3 separate regions of the Mus musculus genome follow, and regions 1 and 3 are each linked to region 2. The links are chromatin contacts, called in public HiCAR-type and HiChIP or PLAC-seq maps. All regions are on one chromosome and are shown on one strand. The core of a region is the stretch at or near the end of the contact, and the rest is flanking DNA. Distances in the headings are between cores, read along the strand shown. Region 1 overlaps BC107364 (cDNA sequence BC107364). Region 2 holds the start of H3c13 (H3 clustered histone 13). Region 3 has its middle 22 kb from the start of Gm30044.

Region 1 (3,507 bases), core at 14-2,513, 170 kb before region 2:
ACAGTACTAGTGTCCTGCCTGTTTCTGGGCACATCTTTGCTAAGTGGCCTCACATTTCTGCTTGAGCTGAAGGCCTCAGAGTGTGAGATATATACAGAAACCTACTCCTTAGGGAAAGAGTTTTTTGGTCACAGGTAACAGCACCCAGCAGTCAGTGAGAGGTGGTAATGCCTTTGAGGACATTTTTATAGGTGAAGCAGCAGGATGCCCACATACATTCATGCATGTCTAGAAACATATCAAACAGTGAATGAGGATTGATTCAGACCTGCAGTCTGGCCTGTGGGGTTTCCTGGTTTTAATGTGGGGCTTCAGTTATAGCAGATGTCACCAATGGGGGGTGGGGGGAGGGAGGGCAGGGGCTCTGTTCTGTATTGAACCCATATTTATAAAAACAAAACAAAACACAGAGATATCTGACTGTTCAGGTCTATGATCCGAACTGCTACGGAGGCTGGGGCAGGTGGTTCAAGGCCTGCCTAGGCAACGTAGTGAATTACTGTGTGTACAAATGAAAAGTGACAAGTGCGGGTAGGATAGTCCAGTGGTAGAGGGCACACAGTTCCGTTCCTAGTACAGAGTATCGGAACATTCTTCTCTTCCAAATAAAACAAGCCAAACATAACAAAACCCCAACCCCTTTATAAACACAAGCCTTGTGAACTCCAGGACGCCTGGGATGGCAGATAGGGGAAAGGAGACACAGAAATAACTCAACCTTTGGTTCAGGGTCTGTTTATGAATGTGGAATGAAACCTGGACTATGAACCTAGCCATCCTGGCTTCTAAGAACATGCAGAGAACCATGGTGATTATCCTGCTCATAACATTCACATGAATGTTAAGGATTTTCACAGAAATGTAATGGCTTCTGACTGGATAGCACACCACCAGCTGTGCTGAACTTTCCTAAAACTCACCCAGCTGTCTGCAAGAACTGGGCAGGCACCAGCTCCACGCAGTGACAGCACAGGAAGGGCAAGGATTAGTGTCCTTGTGACAGGGAACAAAGCATATTTAAAAAAAAAAAAAAAAAGGCTTACAAAGAAGATCGCGTTCAGAACCCCACTGTAGATCTAAGAGAACCCTGGCACACTGTGTTAAGAGATACAAGCAGCTTGAACTGGGAGGTGACAAGAAGAGAAAGGGCCAAGTGACCAGGTTCTAAGTTGATTTTTCACAAAAACAATAAAATTGTAAGGTTAGATTTTAAAGAACAAAAGTTAACAGCATTTGTTTGGAGAGGAAACAAAAGAGGAATTGTCTCCTAGTGACTCTTTCCCTGTTCTTTCAATTGCCAGGGACTCATTTCAAACCATGCTGAGAAGGTTTGTGCTGGCAGCTAAGCCCAGGCTTGGTGGTGTGAGACTTCAAAACAGGAGCCGAGGAAAGGAGAAATTCAACCCAGAATTTGAGTTACTCGCCTGTAAGTGTGCTCTATGGTTTTAAGAAACAACACTGAAACAAAAACTCCAGACTTCTAATCTTAGGGGTTTTCTCATTCATTTATAACTGATCAAGACGTCATTTCAAAGAATTAAAGACTTGACAAATAGGCCACTCCTCAGATGACAGTCAGCGAAGACTATGGGTTTACCAGTTCAGTACCTAGCATTAGAAAAGCAAAAACAACAATCGCTGCACTTTTCTGAATTTAATCCTTAATCGTGGCTAAGGAATTTTTTTGAAAACGTACACTACATAGTTACCACTTTTCTCTCCCTTAACAGCTCTTCAGTGTCCCAGGTTATGCAAAGAAACCAGTATACAAAACTATAGTAAATTAAAATAAACATGCATGCACTGTATCTGATATAAACAGCCACGAAGCTACAACGCACACACAAACGTTTCCAAAGGAAAAGAAATACAACTTTTGAACTCTATGAACAGGCTCAGGTGTGAGAGTTTGGGGAAATCGCAGGGGTCAGCACACCCCAAGCACAGTGTATCCCGACCATGGAGTCTCTCTCCCCTGCTGGGTAACTCTGCTTGCCATAGCAGCAGCGAGGACACAGCCCCACAAGGAAGATGGGTCTGGAGGTCTTAGTGTGCCAGGTGAAGAGACAGGAGATGGGAAGGAGAAAGCTAATAGGGAACAGAACCACATGGCCTGTAGAAGCTGCAGGTAGCAAGACGTCTCATAGCTGGAGAATAAGTATAATGCCCATTCTAGACATATAGCTTATAAATATAATAACTGGTTTGTGTGTGTGTTTTTATACGGGTTTATTGGGGTAAGAAATCCACGAAACAGTTGGCACCCCTACGTCGGGCTTAGAACCTAACTAACTTGAAATAAAAGACCCCCGCCTCCCACCCCCGTCCCCCCAATATAAACAGCTAGGGCTGCGGTCTAAAGCTGCGGCACTGTGTAAATTAAACGCTGCCTCCCCAAGCCCTAAGCAAACCCTAGCAACCAGAGGCGGCACCCCAGCCAGAGCTGGGATTTAGGCAGCGCTAGCATCACAACAGTTGGGGTTCCCTGAAACTAAAGAAGGACTAAGGACCCTGGGGCGCGACTGCCTGCGAAATAGCCTTCTCAAAAGCACAGCAGGCATCTCCGCCCAAGCAGCCTTCCCCGTTTGCTTCCCCGTGTCTTCCAGGTCTAAACAGAAAACCGGACAACCAGACCGACTGCCCCAACCACCTGAAATCCGCGTCCTTGACCCAAACAAAGACAGGACCTCACAGAAGCGAACTGCAGTGTCCCAAAGCGAACAGCAGAGGGAGACAGAGGTACAAGAAGCTCTGGATCAGGTAATAAGAATTATAAATTGATATTTTGAACAGTTTGACAGGGATGGATTTAAAGGAAATCGACACACTGTCAATTATCATTATGACATGGTTACTATCATGGTTTATCATGTCTTCTCAAAAAGACAGGGCCCTAAATAAACAATTACGAGCTTAGAAAAGGAATTAGAGGAACTAAAGGTACAGGATTTATAGGTCAAGATAGGCGACAGAGAGAGAAAATTGAAGGTTGCAGAGAGGAACTGGAAAAGATGCTAGAACAAAAGATGCAGAAATTTACAAATCAGACTGAACCACAAAGAGATAGCGATAAAATTTGGAAACAGAGTCTAGAGGATAATTTACTAACACTAGTAAATAAAAATATGGTAGATGCTGCAATATCAGAATTACAACACGAAGAGAAGTTAGAATCACGGAAGCAGGGCCTAGAACAGAAGGTACAGGAGTTTACAGAGCAGCATGAGCAACAGAGAGAGAATTTTAAGGCCTGACAATGGCAACATGGCTTAGAGGGAATGCTAGAATTAAAGTCACTGACATTGACAGGTCATAGTAAGTGACAGAGAGAACAAAATGAAGGTGGGAGACGGACTGGAAAAGACGCTAGAAGAAAGGATGCAGCAGCTCACAGGTCAGACTGAGAGGCAGAGAGAAAATAATGAGGATTGGAAGCAAGGCTTGGAGAACCTTTTAAAATCAATCAATCAAAATAAAGTAGACAGCAGAATACCAGAATTATAATGA
Region 2 (3,467 bases), core at 457-2,956:
TGGTAGTCTTGGGTTATATAAGAGAGCAGGCTGAGCAAGCCAAGACACCGCCCAACACTTTGAAACGCTCGATGTTGCACCAGAGCGCTGCAGGGTAACAGACTCATCATGGCTTAACCTTACCTGCTAGATCAGACCCTTAGTGCTTACAGTCTTTTTTTGAGAACTAAAGTGGCTCTGAAAAGAGCCTTTTGGGTAAAGCCGATCAATCACGTCTCTGCTGCACTTCACTTGGAGCTGGTGTACTTGGTGACGGCCTTGGTGCCTTCCGACACAGCGTGTTTAGCCAACTCTCCCGGCAGCAGCAGACGCACGGCTGTCTGGATCTCCCGGGAAGTGATGGTCGAGCGCTTGTTGTAATGCGCCAGACGGGAAGCCTCACCTGCGATGCGCTCGAAGATATCGTTCACGAAGGAATTCATGATTCCCATAGCCTTAGATGAGATGCCCGTGTCGGGGTGCACTTGCTTCAGGACCTTGTACACGTAAACAGAATAGCTCTCCTTGCGGCTGCGCTTGCGCTTCTTGCCATCTTTCTTCTGCACTTTCGTGACAGCTTTCTTAGAGCCCTTCTTTGGGGCAGGAGCAGACTTCGCTGGATCCGGCATTTTCCTCCGCGTCTAAAGATGCAACGTAAGGTAGACCGGGCAACTACGAACTGTTTCAGCGCGGCTTGCTATGCGGTACTTATAGAGCTTGTATGCAAATGAGGTTTCACACGGTATTCCATTTTTATTGGTTGATTTACAGCAGAGTCAGCGTCAAGGAGGCGGAGCCTACTCAAACCGATTCTGGTTGCGAGCCTTGGTGGTGCTTAGAGGAAATTCTTTCTAGCCAATCGCAGCCTTCCATTTCATGCTAGCCTGTTATTGAGAGCGGCAGTTTTGCCTCAGCTGTTCTTTATGTTCCCTTCGCTTACAGATCCTTAAAACACCAGGTTGAAATAAGTTAACTATCGCTCTTAGGTATCACGCTTGGAATTTTGGGGCTATTTTTCAGGTTCACAGTTCTGAGACCCTAATTAGAACTCCTTTTTTGGACTGGCCCATATTTGAGTAGTGAGCTCAAGACCAGCTCTAAATGGAATAAACCTGGGATAAGGAATGTGATTACTGGTAACTGTTAGGCCTGACACACTTGAGGGCGTATTTGAAACACTGAAAATCAATTTGCAAAGCTGACACAGCTACTTTCATCGACAACGTAGGTGGCTCTGAAAAGAGCCTTTGTGGGGGATGGAAGGGAAACAGGGCGCTTAAGCGCGCTCCCCACGGATGCGGCGGGCCAACTGGATGTCCTTGGGCATGATGGTGACGCGTTTGGCGTGGATGGCGCACAGGTTGGTGTCCTCGAACAGCCCCACCAGGTAGGCCTCGCTCGCCTCCTGCAGCGCCATGACGGCCGAGCTCTGGAAGCGCAGGTCCGTCTTGAAGTCCTGCGCGATCTCGCGCACCAGGCGCTGGAACGGCAGCTTGCGGATCAGCAGCTCGGTCGACTTCTGGTAGCGCCGGATCTCCCGCAGCGCCACGGTGCCGGGCCGGTAGCGGTGCGGCTTCTTCACGCCGCCCGTGGCCGGGGCGCTCTTGCGGGCGGCCTTGGTGGCCAGCTGCTTGCGCGGGGCCTTGCCGCCGGTGGACTTGCGGGCGGTCTGCTTCGTACGGGCCATATTTTTGCGACTTCGGCTTGCAGACGCCAAGTGGCCATACTTATAGACTTATCTTCGTCTTGATTGGGCCCAGAAAGCAGGAGTTTCTGGACTTGCAGTCTGATTGGGTAGAATTCGATCCTATTTGCTGAGTTTCAAGATGGTTACACTATTCCTTCTCTCCTGATACTTTTCCTTCCTGTATTTATGAACCGCAGAGGGTTTTAAAAAGATAGTGCTTTTCAGTTGATGTAACTTTCCTAAATGCAGTGTTTAAAGTGTTTCTCACGCAGTGTGCTCTTCTAACAGGTTTCTTTGGAAACAAACTTGCCCTTTTCATGTTCTGCGATTCACTTTGTAGCGAGTCACCAGATACTGTAGCTCTTCTCTGACAGTTAGCATTTATTTAACTTCAGGCTTTGTGCCCAGTGATTTGAACGCATTGTACCACGGCCGAAAGATGACAAAACGATGTATAGTGAAAGGAACCAAATGCAAACTTAAGTTTTACCTATTTCGAAACCCTACCAAAGCCGGTCTTACATTTACTGCACACTGACTATCGTTATGTATGGCGCTCCCGCCTTTCCTTCTGTCTAGAGTGCGTTCCTTCCACCTCCCTTCTACACTAACGGCCAATTAAGTCCTGCAGATGAAATGTTTATATAACAGAAGGATAAGACTAGAAGTATTAATACCGCCTTTCCAGTGGAGAACAGCTACTAAATAGTTAAACCTGTCATCTAGATGACAAGTCAAAATAACTTTCAAAGCAAATGAGCACTTATTTATTTGATTCTTTTTCCTTTTCTTTTCGAGACAGGGTTTCTCTGTGTAGCCCTGACTGTCTTGGACCTCACTCTGTAGACCAGGCCGGCCTCGAACTCAGAAATCCACCTGCCTCTGCTTCCCAAGTGCTGGGATTAAAGGCGTGGGCCACCACAGGATTTCTGTATGTAGCCTTGGGTTCCTGAAACTCCCATCTGTAGACCAGGCTGGCCTGTTTCTGCCTCCTGAGTGCTGAGATTAAAGGTGTGTGCTACTATGGCCTGGTTCAAAGTAAAGCTTTTAATAGCATGCCTGATTTTTTGGTAAAAAAGCATTGTATACCAACCTTCTTAAAATTCAAACCCAAAAGTAAAAATAGGCCCAAGATATTTAAAACTTTCCTAGAGCTGACAAAAATGTATTATCTTTTCGCTGAAATTCAAGTAAAATGAAATTGATTTTAAGGAGATTCCAAAATACTAAACACAGGTAGCAGTTTGGCAGTTTAATTAATTTAAGAATCCTTCAGGAGCAGAAGTAACCTCCAAAATATGGCACAAAAGTATCACTGATGGGAGCTGTTACCTTCCTGTGGTCATTTCTTAACAGCCGGCAATGCTTCCTATAAAAGTGGATCAGTAGGTAAAGCCTTGAAACACAGAAACATCTTCATATCGTACAATCAAACCATTCAGGGCTTCTCAAACGCTGCTGACCTTTCCCATTAGAAGGGGACCTGCCCTGTGGGGCTGGATGGTGCCCACACCAGGTATCGTGTTTCCTGGTAAGATTTTCTTTGTAATGTATGTACTGGAGCACAAAGCATGTGGTGTTTATTTAAATCAGAAAGAGATTCTCAAACTTCAGACTCTACTTCCCCCGTCTGAGATTTTTATTTCTGTCCTCATCAGTGTTTAGGTAATAATAAGTGAAAAATTCCAGAAAAGAAGTCAGGAGTCTTATTTTACATTGTAAGTCTATCCTCTCATGGCCTCTCACCCCGGACATAAATCATCCCCTTGCCCAGCGTATCCTTGCTACCCATGACTTATTT
Region 3 (3,692 bases), core at 43-2,542, 190 kb after region 2:
AGACATTTAAGTGGTCTAACTCATTCTCACGCATGGAAGAATGTGCCCATCCACCCAGCCTTGAGAGGCTGATTCAGACCTTGTGTTCGTCACAGCCGCTAGCCCACCTAGGGTGGAATCTTCCTATCAGGGTAAAGTCCATTGTCCTGCCACATCTGCTGCTTCCTCCAAGACTCCACTACCTGCTGAGAGGCTGAACTTGTTTTCCTGATGAGATCCTGGCAAAGTGGGGGATGGGTTCCCACCCCTTTATAAGCTCAGGCTCATAGTAAACATTGGTCGTTAATCAGAAACTTTGTCTTGGTCTCATTCTTCTCTTGCTGTCTACCCACACAGCCCGAGCTTTCCGTTCAGGAACCCAGGAACCCGCGGCCGCTGGTGGCTCCAGAAGAAGTCTTTTTATGTATGGGTGTCTTGCCTGCATGTGTGTCTGTACATCACATGCTGTATGTGTGGTGCAGCAAGGAGTCCAGAAAAGGGGATTAAATCCCCTGAAACTGGAGTTACAGTTGGTTTTAAGTTGACATGTGAGTACCCAAAACTGAACCCAGGATTTCTGCAAGAGCAGCCAGTGCTCTTAACCACGGAGTTATTTCTCCAGCCCAGAATCTTAACCCTGATCTTCAGTGACATCCACGATTATTGAAGTTTCCCTATGCTTCAAAGATACTGTTAGTGGTATGTAATTAGAGTAAGAGACAGAATATTTTTGGTCTCTGCTAACCTCTGTCATTAAAACCCAGAGTTAGCATGAGTCTAACTGCTTTTAGGTGTCACCTTTTGCTTGTCACGGTGACCCTCACAAGATCAGCATTATTCAGTATTGTACTGAACAGAACTGAGGGTCGGATGGGTTCAAGAAATTCGCGTAACATCAGATATGGTGGGTAGTGCATGACTGTAACCATACCTGAGGAGGCGGGAACAGGGTGATTGTGAATTTGAGGGTGGCCCAAGAAAAATAGTGAGACCCTATGAAAGAAAAGAAGGGAGGGAGGGAGGGAAGGAGGGAGGGAAAGAGAAAAGGGAGGAAGAGGAAAATATTGTGTGAAGGTATATAACAATAAACATAAAAGTCAAAATTCAAGCCCAAATTAAAATTAAAGCACATATCTAGGTACCTCTAATAATTCTCTTTTGTTTAGCACTTTTATTTAATGCTTTGGTTTTTTGAGTATTTTGTCTGCCTGTATGTATGTGCATAACATGTGTGCCCGGTGCTCATGGAGCCCAGGAGAAGGCATTGGATCGCTTGGTACTGACGTAGATGGTTGTGAGCAGCTATGTGGGTGGAGACCCAAACCTGGGCCCTCTGTGAGAGCAGCAAAGTTTTAAGTTTAACAGCTGAGCCCTCCCTCCAGTGCCTTGCTTAGCACTTTTAGTTTGTTGTAAAGGCATCCATATAGAATGGCCCTAACAAGGGTGTGGCTACAGCGAAAAGGCACTGTAACCAATTCATAGCTTAGGCCAGGACAACAGCGCTCACCAGAGAATGTGCAAAAAACAAAGGACCCAGGACCCATTGTGTTCTCCCGAGGTCGGAACCAGCACCCTATCGCTCTCAGAACTTAAAATCGCTCCCGTAAGCACTTTCAGCTAGATGTAGATGAAAGTACTATAGATTTTCCGCTTGCTTAGGCTTCTCTGGCTGCAGCAGGAATGCCAATGACAGAGCCGTGACGGGCCCTCTGGCCAACTCCAGCACAGCCTCATTCAGCAAGTTTGTCCTTTTTCTGCTGTTGCTCCCAGCTGACAGAGCTACTTTTAAAAAGGAAGTCATTTCTGCAAACCCATTTGAAGCAAGCTCATTCCTCTCTGGTGGTTGGCAGATAAGACTCTGGCAGAATAATCTAGAAATCTCTCTTCCAGCGCTAAAATAGAAGTGCTTGAGTTTTTAGTTGCTTTTTGCGTTGTTGTGCTGGTAAAGTATAAATATATTAGCAGGCCTTGGTTTATCCAAAATAACATACTTTGGATGTTGCAGTTTTTAATTTTATAATTAATAATGGATTTTTAAGATGTCAGCGCACTTTGCAGCACTGAAATTCATTGCATGATTAATTTAAGCAGCTTTCTTCATACATCACCCTCTTAATAGCCATCTAGTACTTAAAGACTTTCTGATGAACAACATAAGCTAAGTGTAAGAAGACAGTAAGCACTTGAATCCGACTAAGGGGCAGAGGGCGAGTACAGGATGGGGGTCATGGATACCCCAGCAAAGTAAGGACATTTGGAACACTTAGTGTCCTCTAGCATTGAACTATCAGTCTTTAGAAAAGAGAAAAAAACAGTTTGACACCCCATCTTGAGAGTGCTCATCAGCACATGTCTCTGTGAGCCTCCTCCTGTAGGTTACATCTTTTTTTGTTTTTGTTTTTTTGCTTTTAGATTTTTTTTTTTTTTGAGCACATGGAAGAGTGTTTTTGTCTGCAAGGACATGTGTGCCTCACATTGCTTGGTACCTAGAGAGGCCTGAGCAGGGTGTCAGGGGAGGGGACCTGGAATTAGAGGTGGTTGATTGCCACCATGTGAATGCTAGGAACCAAACCAGGTCCTCTAGATGAGTCAGTGCTCTTGACTGCTGAGCTAGCTCTCAAGCCCCCATGAATCTCTGTTTCAACACAGGATACCTTACCATGAAGATTCTGGCCTCAACATACTGTTGGTTTTATCATCATCATCATCATGGAGATATGAAAGATTAAAATGCAGAAAAATTGCTAACTATAAAAAAATGGGACAGTCATTGACATCCATAGCTGACAGTTGTAATAACACCCTTCTCTTCCTGTGACTGAAATGGTCTCTGCTTTGTCTCCTTCGAGCAGCCTCCACAGAACTGCTGGCCAATAGCGATAACAGCAGGCACTCTTGTTGCCTGGCCTTCTGATGTCTCAAAATCAAATATAGCGTTTATGCTTGTCTTATTCAGGGTCTCTATTCCTGCACAAACATCATGACCAAGAAGCAAGTTGGGGAGGAAAGGGTTTATTCGGCTTATACTTCCATGCTGCTGTTCATCACCAAAGGAAGTCAGGACTGGAACTCAAGCAGGTCAGGAAGCAGGAGCTGATGCAGAGGCCATGGAGGGATGTTCTTTACTGGCTTGCCTCTCCTGGCTTGCTCAGCCTGCTCTCTTATAGAACCCAAGACTGCCAGTCCAGAGATGGCACCACCCACAAGGGGACCTCCCCCTTGATCACTAATTGAGAAAATGCCTTACAGTTGGATCTCATGGAGGCATTTCCCCAACTGAAGCTCCTTTCTCTGTGGTAACTCCAGCTGTGTCAAGTTGACACAAAACTAGTCAGTACAATGCTTTTAATAAGAAGGGCTGGAGAAGTGTCTCAGAGGTTAGGAGTACATGCTATAATTCCAGAGCATCTGAGTTTCTTTCCCAGAACCCACCTCAAGCAGGTCACAACTGCCTGTAGCTTTAGCTGTAGGGGGATCCAGCACCATCTTCTGGCCTCTGTGGGTACTTGCGGGTGCATGCACACATACATACACAATTTAAAGGGAAGCTTTTGTTATTGTTTTGTGGGAGGAGGTTGTTGTTGTTTTGTGATTTGTTTGGGGCTTTTTGGGTTGGTTTGTTTGGGATGTTGTTGTTGTTGTTGTTGTTGTTGTTGTTGTTGTTGTTGTGTTTTGAGACAGGATGATCTCACTATGTATCCCTGGCTATCCTG

Evidence for each region. HiCAR-type assays count read pairs that join an accessible place to other places. HiChIP or PLAC-seq counts read pairs in DNA pulled down with a chosen protein or histone mark.
Region 1: a contact with region 2 is called in an H3K4me3 HiChIP or PLAC-seq map of embryonic stem cells, with 70 read pairs. The contact joins the enhancer-like site here to the promoter of H3c13 in region 2. A contact is called at or near these places in 9 of 39 promoter capture datasets (cranial neural crest, embryonic stem cells, frontonasal cranial neural crest and 3 more), 6 of 15 datasets of contacts at CTCF or cohesin (CD8 T cells, the G1E-ER4 cell line, the NIH/3T3 cell line and 2 more), 39 of 484 Hi-C or Micro-C datasets (the C2C12 cell line, CD4 T cells, CD8 T cells and 24 more), 46 of 115 datasets of contacts at active chromatin or transcription factors (the 230-238 cell line, CD8 T cells, the HPC-7 cell line and 27 more) and 4 of 9 other capture datasets (adipose tissue, liver, macrophages and 1 more).
Region 3: a contact with region 2 is called in a HiCAR-type map of embryonic stem cells, with 2.6 times the contacts expected there. The contact joins the enhancer-like site here to the promoter of H3c13 in region 2. A contact is called at or near these places in 6 of 39 promoter capture datasets (3T3-L1-derived adipocytes, the C10 cell line, the HPC-7 cell line and 2 more), 3 of 15 datasets of contacts at CTCF or cohesin (the NIH/3T3 cell line and embryonic stem cells), 9 of 484 Hi-C or Micro-C datasets (the C2C12 cell line, Sertoli cells, cochlea and 4 more), 18 of 115 datasets of contacts at active chromatin or transcription factors (the HPC-7 cell line, T-cell acute lymphoblastic leukemia, bone marrow-derived macrophages and 6 more) and 4 of 9 other capture datasets (adipose tissue, embryonic stem cells, liver and 1 more).

What each region holds. Positions count from the first base shown.
Region 1 is chr3:96,439,962-96,443,468 of GRCm38.p6, reverse strand. BC107364 (cDNA sequence BC107364) reads left to right here. Exons shown (of 4, transcript NM_001256181.1): 2 at 1,302-1,426; 3 at 2,607-2,760. The coding sequence starts at 1,318. Among named protein-coding and RNA genes, the nearest start is that of n-THgtg2, 5.7 kb to the right of the region's middle. Within about 2 kb of position 1,263, at least 19 of the 459 cell types and tissues checked have an H3K27ac peak or open chromatin away from gene starts, as enhancers often do. A contact at or near this core is called in the SCID.adh cell line, embryonic stem cells and spermatogonia, where this site is marked.
Region 2 is chr3:96,266,893-96,270,359 of GRCm38.p6, reverse strand. H3c13 (H3 clustered histone 13) reads right to left here and starts at 1,706. Exons shown (of 1, transcript NM_178215.2): 1 at 1,205-1,706. The coding sequence starts at 1,666. The coding sequence ends at 1,256. It overlaps H2bc18 (H2B clustered histone 18), which reads right to left and starts at 660. Exons shown (of 1, transcript NM_175666.3): 1 at 168-660. The coding sequence starts at 608. The coding sequence ends at 228.
Region 3 is chr3:96,080,976-96,084,667 of GRCm38.p6, reverse strand. No RefSeq gene overlaps it. Among named protein-coding and RNA genes, the nearest start is that of Gm30044, 22 kb to the left of the region's middle. Within about 2 kb of position 1,292, at least 17 of the 459 cell types and tissues checked have an H3K27ac peak or open chromatin away from gene starts, as enhancers often do. A contact at or near this core is called in the HPC-7 cell line, bone marrow-derived macrophages, differentiating embryonic stem cells and 2 more, where this site is marked.